2 separate regions of the Anas platyrhynchos genome follow, and region 2 is linked to region 1. Evidence: chromatin contacts called from public Hi-C data. All regions are on one chromosome and are shown on one strand. Each heading gives the region's core, a stretch centred on a gene start, on an enhancer-like site or on the middle of the called end of the contact. The rest is flanking DNA. Distances are from core to core; before and after follow the strand shown.

Region 1 (5,704 bases), core at 2,812-5,311:
TGATTTGTAAGCCACAAACCTAGTGACTCCTGGTTTCCTACACATTTCTGGTTTTATACCACCATACCACTGCATCTTGCTTGGTATCATGCTGTAAAACCCCTCACCCCTTCCCAGTTCCTTCCCATGTCTCTCACTTCTTACTTTGCACAGGATTCTCCATATTTCCTCCTACTTCCACCATCAGTTCTGGCTAGATGAGACAGAGCAGATGCTGTGGCTGGTTTCAGAATCTATCCTGCCATGTATATCCTGCGATATTTACGTCAAACTATCTAATGAAAAAACATATTATAGATAAAATTCCATGTTTTTGGCTAATACCTTGTTCATACAGGTGAGCTCTGGTTTGTGCACAAGGCAAGACCGAGCCTCTACGGCTATTGCCCAGGCGGGGAGCAGCTTCTCTCCTCTAGTCAGTGCCTGAGTTTTAGAAAGTTTGTGGAACAGTTTCTGGTTTTAGTTCTATGTTTATATTAAATACAGTTTAAACAGGCCAATGTGTTCAAGGGGCAGTAAGAGCAAGGTCAGTACAACATCAGGTGGTGCTTGTCAGCGCCATGGCACGAGGAAAGGAAAGCTCCTTGATAACCACGGAGACAAACCTGTACCTGCAGCACTGCACTGTGATCTCAGCAGAAAATCAACAAGCAGCAGAGCAAGGGGCGGGACTCGGAGCACAGACCTGTGAAGGGTGACTTAAAAGGGCTAACCACCAGAGCGAGCTCCTCGGCTGTGCACACAGATCCTCTTTGACACGCTCCAATCCCAGATCTGGCTTGCACTCACCTTAGCTGCAGGCACAGCACGTGTGTGTGACACCTACAAGGATGCAGCGGGGCAATACGCTCACCAGGATGATTTTCTTCTCTAGACAAGACTCTTACCGTGCCCCCGAGTATCTGAGAAAGAGCTGTCTGGCTCAGAGAACCAGCCTCACACCAACACTGCAGCTAAACGATAGTTAAACAGAGATATCCTAATGCCCATGGGGACAGGAGGAGAGCAGAAAGGCTGGAGGCAAGCAGCTGAAGGATCTTAATCATCCCCTCCACCACACTAGCACATGACTGGAGTGTAACCAGAAGTGGATGTAATGCACGATCCTGCGTTTGTGTTCTGGCTTCCAAGCACTGCGAGCACTAAGTAAAGACAGGAATTATTGAGCATTGAGACAGAGAGGCAACTGGGGATTTAAGCAAGAAAAATAAACTGGGAAGGAGAAAACACGACCTGAATGCTGGACCAAACTTACTGGTGCAGTGATGGAGGAGACAACATCCCTGGGCAGCAATTGCAGAGCGTGCCAGAGCTGCCCCAGAGCGGCCAGCAAGGGGGGACGGAGGTGGGCAGGATGGGGAAGGCCAAAGGAAAAGGCTGCGGCTTCAGGGTGGTAAGGCAAGCAGGGCAAGGTGAACTGTAGCCAAATGTCCATTAGAGCCTGCTTAGAAACCTGCTCTGGCCAGACACATCCCAAAGTGAATCTCGGCACACCACTAAGTAGCCCGGCTTCAATTTCTGACAGCACGAGCAGCCCTGGCAAGGCCTGGACTTGGAAAGCATTGCTGCCAGTAGTGCAGGCAGCCCAGGTGCCTTGCAGCGAGCTGACACCAGACACGGAGCTCCCACACCACCCTCAGGAGGCAGCCCGAAGCACCCTGCAGGGCCAGCAGCGCCCAGACCACACCAAGAGCAACAGCACAGCACAGACAACACAGAACACAGACACCAAGCTGGAACTGCCCTGCCTGGCAGAGCTCATGCTGTACCTGACAGACCCCCCCACACCCTCTCTGCCTGACCACGACCAATCCTGAGAGGCCCCATCCACTGCAATGACTTCAAAGCACATACCCTGCTGGGTGCCCATTCACGACCCTGACCCAAACATAGCATTTGCCCCCCAGCTTACCTTGGGAATGCTGGGAGGCAGGTTCCATCCTCAACAAGGAACACAAAGGCTAGCCAGGATGTTGCTTCAGACACAAGGCTCCTCTTCACCTGCAGAAACAGAGTGCCATCAGGCACGCCAGCCAAACTTCTTCCAATGCAACACCCTCCTGAGAAGCAAAACAGTAGTCAACTGCCCTGCTCTGCTACTCAGCCAGATAGACAACTGCTAGACAACTCCCCACCCCCCTGCCAACCATCCCTCACACACAGTATCTGCCCCTTGACTTACTTCTCAGAGGGTCAGAATCCATCCTCAGCGTGGACCACAGAGGCCAGCTAGGATGTTGACAGTTTCTTCTTCATCCCCTGAAAAGAGGAGTCACCTAGAGGGGGGCGGATAGACTACCAAACTGAAACCTATGCCCGTTTTCCAACTTTTCTCCACTCACCTTCCTGATCCAGGTTTGGCGCTTCCATTTGCCATGCCGAGGCAAGGTCATGTGACTTAGACCAAGGAGAAAGAACAAACATGACAATCCACAGAACAGTCTATACCCACTCCTCTTCTTTCTTCCCCTACCCCAGTAGCCAAGCCCCAGACCCACGTCCTCCAACCCAATACCACTGCTTTGCTCACCTAACTTCCCAGAGATGCGTCACACTCCCTGCTCCTCTTGCACTTTGAGCATCTCCAGCATTTCAGGAACTGGAACCGCTGACATCTGACGTGACACAGGAACGTAGCAGGAGATGGACACTGCTGTCACAAGGTGCTTGCCAAGCCTGCCCACCAGGCAAAACGGACTAACGAAACCAACTGACCAACTCTTGACCCACAGTGCCATCCACTCACCCGCCTGGCTCATTCAAGTTTCTGGCTTAGTCCATGCCTATGACCAGAAGTTGGACTTGATGATCCTTATGGGTCCCTTCCAACTCAGGATATTCTATGATTCTATGACCTGGGCTACGAGAAACAAAAACAGAATGTCATACCTGTGATGGACACGCAAACAGGACAGCTCCTTGCAGAGGACTCAAGCACAGAGACCAGAGACAGAAAAAAAATAAAAATTAAAAAAACCCACAACCCTCAGGTCCACAAATGCCAACAGGCCATGAATGCACAGCAGCCCCAACAGGGGGCATCACAGACTTACCCTTTACAGCTGAAAAAGGCGACCCTGCTCAGTCTCTTGGCAATACAGTGCCCACGTGGTCAAGCCCCTTGCGGTGCGTACTGAAGCTCTTTGTGAATCCTCTGGAGTGTTATGCAAATGGCTTGATATATCTAGAGATTAAAACATAACCCAAAACCAGAAGCGTACCCCACCATGTCTCAAAAATAAGTTACCCAGCAACCTCTGCTAAACATCCCTCTATTAAGGGAATTCCAAGCACTTAAAATCTATAAGGCTACAAGGTCTAAAGTCTCTACAGCCAGCAAAACAGCAGGAAAAAGCTCCAAAAATGTAACAAACTGTCCCTAATCCTGAAAAAGACTACACCTTACGTGCCTACGGTTGCTGTTTTCAAATAGATACTGGCACAGGGAACTTGGATGATACATTTCCCTAAGCCCTGCTCCATCACCTTACCACCAAGGTTGTGACTTTGATAATATTTGACACACAGGTGAAGGCATAAGGTCACATTCACAGTAAGCCCCTTAATTCTGCAAAAATCATAAGGGACCTAGAACCACAGAGCAAACACGCCAAGTAACATCACCTTCCCATCCATAAGCGTGCTGTGACAACTACTCACCTGAAGAAGAGATGCGTGCAGTAAAGGCACCTACTACTACACAGATTGCTTTACTCTAAAACATCCCGCTAGCTGTTACCTCAAAAAGACATCCTAACCTCTCTTCACTGGGAAACACATCAACCTGCAGGCTCTGCCTCCCCTGAGGAGCCCTGCCCCTGGCTGAAGGAGCAGCAAAGCTCCCACCTGCAGAGCACCTCAGGCAGAAAGAGCTCTGCTGGAATACCTGCGGCTCAGACACTCCCAGACCCTACCTGGCACCCACCCCAAGCACCGGGGGAAGGGGAGGGGCAGAGCACAAGAAGGGAGCAAGGCAGCAGGAGGAGGAGCAGCTGCGGTTTTGTTTGTTTGTTTGTTTTTATCAGGCTTAGCCCAGCGTTGTGCGTTCTCCCGAGAACTACATTTCCCGGCGAGCCCTGGGCACCAACATGGCCGCCCGGTGCCCGAGAACACTGAGCAGAACCCTACTGAGGACCCTAAAAACCACGGCTGGCACCAGTTTCTCACCTCAAGAAGTGCTCCCAAAGGGAGTCCATATTTTTGGCTAATGCCCTGTTCATACAGGTGAGCTCTGGTTTGTACACAGGGCAAGACCGAGCTTCTACGGCTATTGCCCAGGCTGTAGTCAGTGCCTGAGTTTTAGAAAGTTTGTGGAACAGTTTCTGGTTTTAGTTCTATGTTTATATTAAATACAGTTTAAACAGGCCAATGTGTTCAAGGGGCAGGAAGAGCAAGGTCAGTACAACATCAGGTGGTGCTTGTCAGTGCCATGGCACGAGGAAAGGAAAGCTCCTTGATAACCACGGAGACAAACCTGTACCTGCAGCACTGCACTGTGATCTCAGCAGAAAATCAACAAGCAGCAGAGCAAGGGGCGGGACTCGGAGCACAGACCTGTGAAGGGTGACTTAAAAGGGCTAACCACCAGAGCGAGCTCCTCGGCTGTGCACACAGATCCTCTTTGACACGCTCCAATCCCAGATCTGGCTTGCACTCACCTTAGCTGCAGGCACAGCACAGAACCACCTTGACACGGCACAGCGTGTGTGTGACACCTACAAGGATGCAGCGGGGCAATACACTCACCAGGATGATTTTCTTCTCTAGACAAGACTTAATGTGCCCCTGAGTCTCTGAGAAAGAGCTGTCTGGCTCAGAGAACCAGCCTCACACCACCACTGCAGCTAAACGAGAGATAAGGATGGAGGTGGGCAGGATGGGGAAGGCCAAAGGAAAAGGCTGCGGCTTCAGGGTGGCGAGGCAAGCAGGGCAAGGCGAGCTGTAGCCAAGAAATGCCCATTAGAGACTGCTTAGAAACCTGCTCTGGCCAGACACATCCCAAAGTGAATCTCACCACACGGCTAAGTAACTGGCTTCAATTTCTGACAGCACGAGCAGCCCTGGCTGGGTGTGAGCTTGGCGAGGATTGCTGCTGGCTGTGCAGGCAGCCCGGGTGCCTTGCAGCGAGCTGACACCGCCACCCAGCGCCCCACAGCGCCCTGCAGGGCCAGCAGCGCCCAGGCCGCACCAGGAGATGCTTGTGCAGGGCGGCAGTGGCTGTGTCAGTGCTCTCAGTTTTCTCTGGAGCCTTCAGGACACTCAGTGCTGTTGTGTCTGATGCCTAAAACGCACTGAAGGGACTGTGCTGGAACCCTGCACGGGTCTTAAACCCAGCTGTCAGTCCAAACTGAGTCCCCCAGGTAAGAGAAGGGGTTTGCTCTGCCCTTTGCCTGGCTCTTCCTCAGCTTCTTGACGGCTGATCAGGGCTTAAATTAAGGAAGTTTATGCAGTAATTCTAGCCCAAACAACTAACCTGGGGAATTATCCCTCTGCACGGCTCTTGGGCTCGTGAGCCAAGCCAGCTGACCATAAATACTCATTCTTCACATCAGCCACACTATTCAGTGACATTTTTTAGAGGTAAGATTGTCTTTTTGTCCAGGTACTCTAGAGTCAGCAAAATCAACAGCATACTTACTGGTTTACCCTCACATAGTTCTACAAAGGCTCAGAGCTTCCTCTCCAGGCAAGGAGATAAGCCAGG
Region 2 (5,822 bases), core at 110-2,609, 120 kb before region 1:
GTGCTCTAAAAAAGGAGCACTGCGTGTTTTTTTTTGCTGGGTGCTGGAAGGATAGCTCATTGCTCCTGCTACTTCTACACAATTGTATAATGGAGTGATCTTGCCTAGTTTTTGTTTTTTTTCTTCTTCTTCTTCTTACCTCCTGTAAAGAAGAGATATAAATAATAAAAGGAACTGTGCTAGAAATGTATCTTAGATAAACCTAGTGACACACAAACCACACTGGATCCTAGTATAAAGATCTTTTCATCTCCTTTAACTCTTTAGCCTGTCTTACTAGAGTATCTCTTTCTCCTGATGTATAAGGTTTGTCTAGCCAGCGGATAAGGAATCTGGTATTTGAGGAAAACAAATCCATACCAGAATTAGAGTAGGTTTAAATTTACATTCCAAATCCTGGCCATTTCTCCTCTAATACTACGGAGCAATGCTAAGTTTAGAGTTTACACTAGAAATTCAGCCACAAATATATTCCAGAATAATAAAAGTTAAATTATACAGCTCATAAATTTATCTAGAGATTATAGAGAAACCATATGGTTTCTATATGTTAAAAAACAACAACAACAACAACAAAACTGTTATTTTGTTCAGAGGACAAATACAGCTTCTGTTAGTGTCCTGACTGTGTTGCCTGTTGATGCCAGGCACTGTTTAAGATACACGTAAAATGTCACTTGGGACAACATTACTGCATGACTTCAGTCAGGTTCTTCAGGTATCTCAGCTACTCTATATAGTAGGAGCATCATTCACCTGTCTTGCAATACCTGGGTGAAGTAAATAAATGCACTAGAATTGGAATATCTCAGTTGATGACTAAAGTTTTGTTATGGGAAATTTAAATATGTAGTGGAATTTTACCAGGGGTAATTCTTTTTAAAGATACTTTCAACACATGGCTTTGTGGAAAACCAATCTGTCACCATCACTGCTAGTATTCTTAATAAACAGCTTGGAGAAAAGAACATAAGGCAAAACTGGGAAAGGTTTAACACATTTCTTTGGTAAGGAACCACTACAAACAATTTGTTCAAGCTGTTAACAGCTGTCACTGTTTCTATTTTCTGGTCTTGGAAATAAATCCCCCCAAATCTGTATTATACCTTACCCTGCCTTTTTTTTTTGGCTCAGCAGCAAGTGTTTGCATCTCACAAGACAGATATGGTTAGAAAACAGAAGGATGGATGAGATCCAAATCACTATCTGTAGGAGCAGAAAGGCCATGGTCAGGAAGTAAGTGAAACACAGAAAGGTTAAATAACAACACAAAATCTGGCTGAGACAAAACAGACAGCAGAGCCTCACAGGAGGCCGCAAATAGCAGCTGGAGGCCTTGAGCAACTCCAGAAAGATTCCTCCAGCCTTCAACCTAAACTCACCCATGGCCAGTTTATACATATCTGTTCTCGTGCCAGTCTTGTACTTTAGGACAGTTAGCTCTTTTCCCTTGCTGGCATTTTGTCTGCAGTGCATTTATATACAGCAGTGACATCTCCTCATTTACTTTAGTCAAAGAAGTGTGTGCTTTTTGTAACACAGACACTCAGTTTTTCTGACTGCCCTTGTGAGAATACAGACAAGATGAGTGGTACATAATACTCTGGAATAGGTTTAATTACATGAATGCTTCCCAGCTCTCCCTGAAGTATCTTACTTGATGCTCCTAGGCTTGTTTCTGCCTCCTTCATAGATACATATGACACCATTTGCTCACAGGCATCCCATGATTACTCCTCTCATTAGAAAATTGCTTATTAGGCTTTGTTTTATGCTAAAGTTCTTTACTGAAATATTAACATCAGACTTAAAACCAACCTTTAAGAAGCACAAGAACAGCCACATGAGATCAGAAGAGAGGTTTGATGTCCTGTCTCCAGTAGAGGCCTGGAGCAGATGTCTCAAGATAAACACGAACAAGGCAAATAGATATACTTCCTGTTCAAGCTCTCCCAGCATCCAACTATTCTCAGCTGGAGGACTTACTGAGCCAGATGTGGTTTCTAGGCCTCTACTTAGTAACCTTCACTGAATTCCTTTTCCACAGACTTGTCCAAACTCTCCCTACGGTCACATAAGCTATTAGAAGCCACAGATCCTTTAACAAGTATTTCCACACATCTACTGCCCCCTAGGTAAAGTACCAACCACCTTTTTGTTTGTTTTCAAAAGCACCTTACTCCAGTAAAGTACCCTGGCACTTGGATTGAGGGAGGGGCTGTCACACTTTAAAGTCTGTGTCACCAATTCCACAATCTCAGTCAAACCTCACATCTACCTGCTCTATCTAGGGCTTTTCCAGACTGAAGAGCCCTAGCTTATGGAGTCATTTCTCCAACCGAAGTTGTTCTACATCTTGGATCACTGTTTTCCTTTAAATCTTTTCCAGTTTTTTTTTTTTTTTTTTTTTTTTTTTTTTATCTACCATGTCCTTTTTGACAGGGACCAGAACTACACACTCACGTTCAAGATGTGGGCAAAGCTTGGATTTATAGAGATCCACAATGATGTACTGTTTTACTCTCTACTCCTTTCCTTACAAATTCTAACACTTGGTTTGTTTTTACACTGCTGCTCAGCACTTAGCTCTCCTTCTAGACTAATAGTCCTCTTTTCCACATTTCTCCCTTATCCAATTGCTCATCCATCTTTCAGTTGTTACACCAAGCCACATCCTCTTCAAGTTAGACAATCATTCCCAGTTGTAAACCAGATAAGTCAAATCCACATCACTTCCACTCTCCAAAAGTCTTTTGCAAACAGTGGTCTGTGGGCTACATCTACTACATTTCTATCCACAAAAAGTACCTAGAAAAAGTAAGTTCTGTTGGGAAAAAAAATAAAAAAAAATTGACAACCCTAAAAAGTTTGCAAACCACTAAGCTAGATACATTTATTTATAATAGGCATTCCTTCTATCAATTGGCATTACTGATGAACGACATTAGGGGAACAGAGTCAAAGGCTTTAGGTACTAGGATAAACACAGTAACAAGCTATTGAAGACAACAACCTTTACAAATATAAATGCTTAAAAGGATCTGTAGAAGAAAAGGAAGTTTCTAAATCACTGAACATCCTTTAACACAGCCCAACATTTCATGCATGCTCTAGTGAAGAGCTGGGCACCTCTCAAACTCTGTAGCACCAAATGCTCACTTTGTGCTGCAGTGCAGGTCTTGATTTTGGACCAGAGCACCTGTGTGCAGCAGCAGTGATACAGTACCACATAGAGGACAAATCAGCACTACAGCATGTAAAATAAGTTTAAAGAAGCTGCTTTTGTAAATACAAGGAGCTTGTTCACTATAGGAAATGGTTCTGCCATCCAAAACCCTTGCACCTTATCTCTAGCTTGGACCTGATTATTCACCACGTATCGATATGGTGTGCTCCAGGGTCTTCATGAGGTGCAAAGAACCTTTCAGAAAAGGGACTGTACTTTAAGTATGCTTCCAGATGAAGACAAGAAAAGCAGAAAACAAAGGAAACATAGGAACTTAATCCATTTGAGTTCAATTGGTTAAAACACCTGTAAGCCTTGCAGAAAATATAAGTAAAAACCCTCAAAGAGATCAAAATAAAAACTAAAGCGTGAATATGAAAACCAGAAATAATGGCATACACTGGATGCAATTACAGAAGATAGATCAAAGGAACAGACGTTCTTTTTTCCCAGAATGGGTGAACAGATTCATCAAGGACAGCTTTCTACCAATTTGAAATGATAAGCTTGCAGGAATCTTTCCCGTGTTAACTTTTGAAACTGTGCATCTCTGTGTTCTCTGGTCAGTTTTGGTTTTCCTTCTTTCTTATTTCTCTCTCTATCCCTTCACACATCATTTATTTTCCCAGCTATTCCAACTGTTTCCTTCACTTTCTGGGAAGGAAAAGAAAGCTGGGACCAAACAACCCTAAGACATGATCATAAATGATTAAATTACAATGGCATGATGTTAATGTCAAGTGAATCATATTAACTGTGTCAACTCCAAACCTTTACAGCTGTTGATGTAAAACACCACATTTGAAAGCATCTTCACATTTCAAAGTTGTTTAGCATACAGAAACTCAGGAACTGCAACCCAAAACAAATACAGTGTAATTGAAAATTGGTGTACCTCCCTCCCCTTGCTTCCCAACCAGAACCAAACACAGATCGTTACTGAGAGAGGCTCACTGCCTAACTGCTTATTACTTCACCAACAGTACAGTCTATCACACAACTGACTGTAAATTCTTTTATAGGTTATTATGAATGATACCTCCTAACTGGCGTTTAAAGAAAATACGAGAAGAAAAGCTAGCGCATACCACAATCTACATGTAGACAATTTCCAAACTGTTCTCCATTGTTTTTATTGGCCATTGATGCAGAAACAGAGGAAAGTATTTTTTTTGGAGGACAGAACACTTGACAACAAAGAAATTAAGAGTGGCACTTAGAGTTAATAACATTGAAAAAGTTCCTTAGCTTTCTGGGTGATTATGCTCTTTTCACGCAAACTGAGCTCAGTGCAGACATAGACTCTCCATTAAATTCACAGACACAAAGAAATTCTGCTTTTGGTATACACATATCATCTAATCTGTTGCAGATATGTTAGAAATGAATGGTGGTCTGGGCACCCAAGGCACAGTTTTGGAGTTAATCATGGAGCATATCACAGAGCAGCAGTATCTAAGGACAGTTAAATGAGTTATCTGCAAGGCAGGTAAGCAGGACTAATGAGTAACAAACATCATTCTCATATCGGTTCTGAGAACCAGGCTACTATTTATTCACAGGGCTCTGCTGCATGGAGGAGACAGACCTTTGTAAACACAAATCATTACAGTCACATAAAATTAAAAGTGTTTTAGTTACGGACTGCTGGCATTCATCAGAACACGTGCTTTTCCTGAAAAGGCAGAACCCCGGTTGCATTAATGCGGGGCACAGCAGCCTTGCTGCAGCTAGGAAGCAAGGCAGATGCAGCAGCCCCCCTACCCCACACTGCAGCGTGCAGAGACCACAGGCAGCTCACTGCTTCTGACTGAGAGGAGGGCAATGCCAGCCAGAGAAAGTTTTTTTCCTGCCTAATAGTTACACTTTTACTACTTACAGGTGTATTTCAGGGATTGACTTTGTGTCATAAAATCTGCAGTCCTTTCTTTGTTGCTTAGTGCATGGATCATAGTTGTAAACTGAATTTCTGATGGAAATAGCTCAAACTTCCTACATAATTCCTTTGGTAACATTGAGAGATGGAAACTGCCTGCCCTGAGCATTTGATACAATAGAGCAAAGCCACATCAAACTGCGCTAAATAAGGCTTTGATTCCAGTATCTTTAAAGCCATGGGATGTCAGTTTACATATGATCTGCCTAATAAAAGACAGATCATGATTTTCTGTTTACTTTTCCTTTCTCTTCCCTCCCTCCCCTCCCCCCCCCCCCCATTTCTTGTGTGAGGGGTAGCTGGTCTGATGCCATCTGAGAGTTTCCAGGCACACAAGGAGAGCTGAGCTATCACCCACCTGCTCCTGCTTGCCTATTAATATTGGGTTTATTGAGAGAAAATCTCTCAGATAAATAAAAGCATCCCATCAACAGACAGATGCAGCTTGTGACAACCACCCAGTATTTCCCAAATCCCTACCATTTTCTTATTGCATCTTCCCAAGAAGGGGGCATGCACCAGACTTTCCTACTCAGAGCCTTGCAGTTTGAGTAAGTACAGTTTGTCTAGGTTGGCTACAGATCGAGACCAACAGAGCCATACAGAATATATGCAGGTCAGAGAGGTTGGCACCTTCCCTGCAATTCTCAGGCAAAAGTA

What was found. A called contact is a pair of places that touch in the nucleus more often than the background predicts.
Region 2: a contact with region 1 is called in a Hi-C map of liver, with 5 times the contacts expected there. The contact joins two enhancer-like sites. A contact is called at or near these places in 3 of 8 Hi-C or Micro-C datasets (liver, skeletal muscle and subcutaneous adipose tissue).

What each region holds. Positions count from the first base shown.
Region 1 is chr11:11,490,803-11,496,506 of IASCAAS_PekinDuck_T2T, reverse strand. It overlaps LOC106019666 (a long non-coding RNA gene), which reads right to left. Exons shown (of 11, transcript XR_005268637.2): 5 at 3,054-3,184; 6 at 2,531-2,860; 7 at 2,343-2,397; 8 at 2,183-2,259; 9 at 1,913-2,001. It overlaps LOC119718032 (a long non-coding RNA gene), which reads left to right. Exons shown (of 3, transcript XR_011812052.1): 3 at 1-294. Among named protein-coding and RNA genes, the nearest start is that of UBE2Q2, 7.6 kb to the left of the region's middle. Within about 2 kb of position 4,061, at least 3 of the 8 cell types and tissues checked have an H3K27ac peak or open chromatin away from gene starts, as enhancers often do.
Region 2 is chr11:11,605,773-11,611,594 of IASCAAS_PekinDuck_T2T, reverse strand. The region is part of intron 5 of TMEM266 (transmembrane protein 266); the gene reads right to left. Among named protein-coding and RNA genes, the nearest start is that of NRG4, 10 kb to the right of the region's middle. Within about 2 kb of position 1,359, at least 3 of the 8 cell types and tissues checked have an H3K27ac peak or open chromatin away from gene starts, as enhancers often do.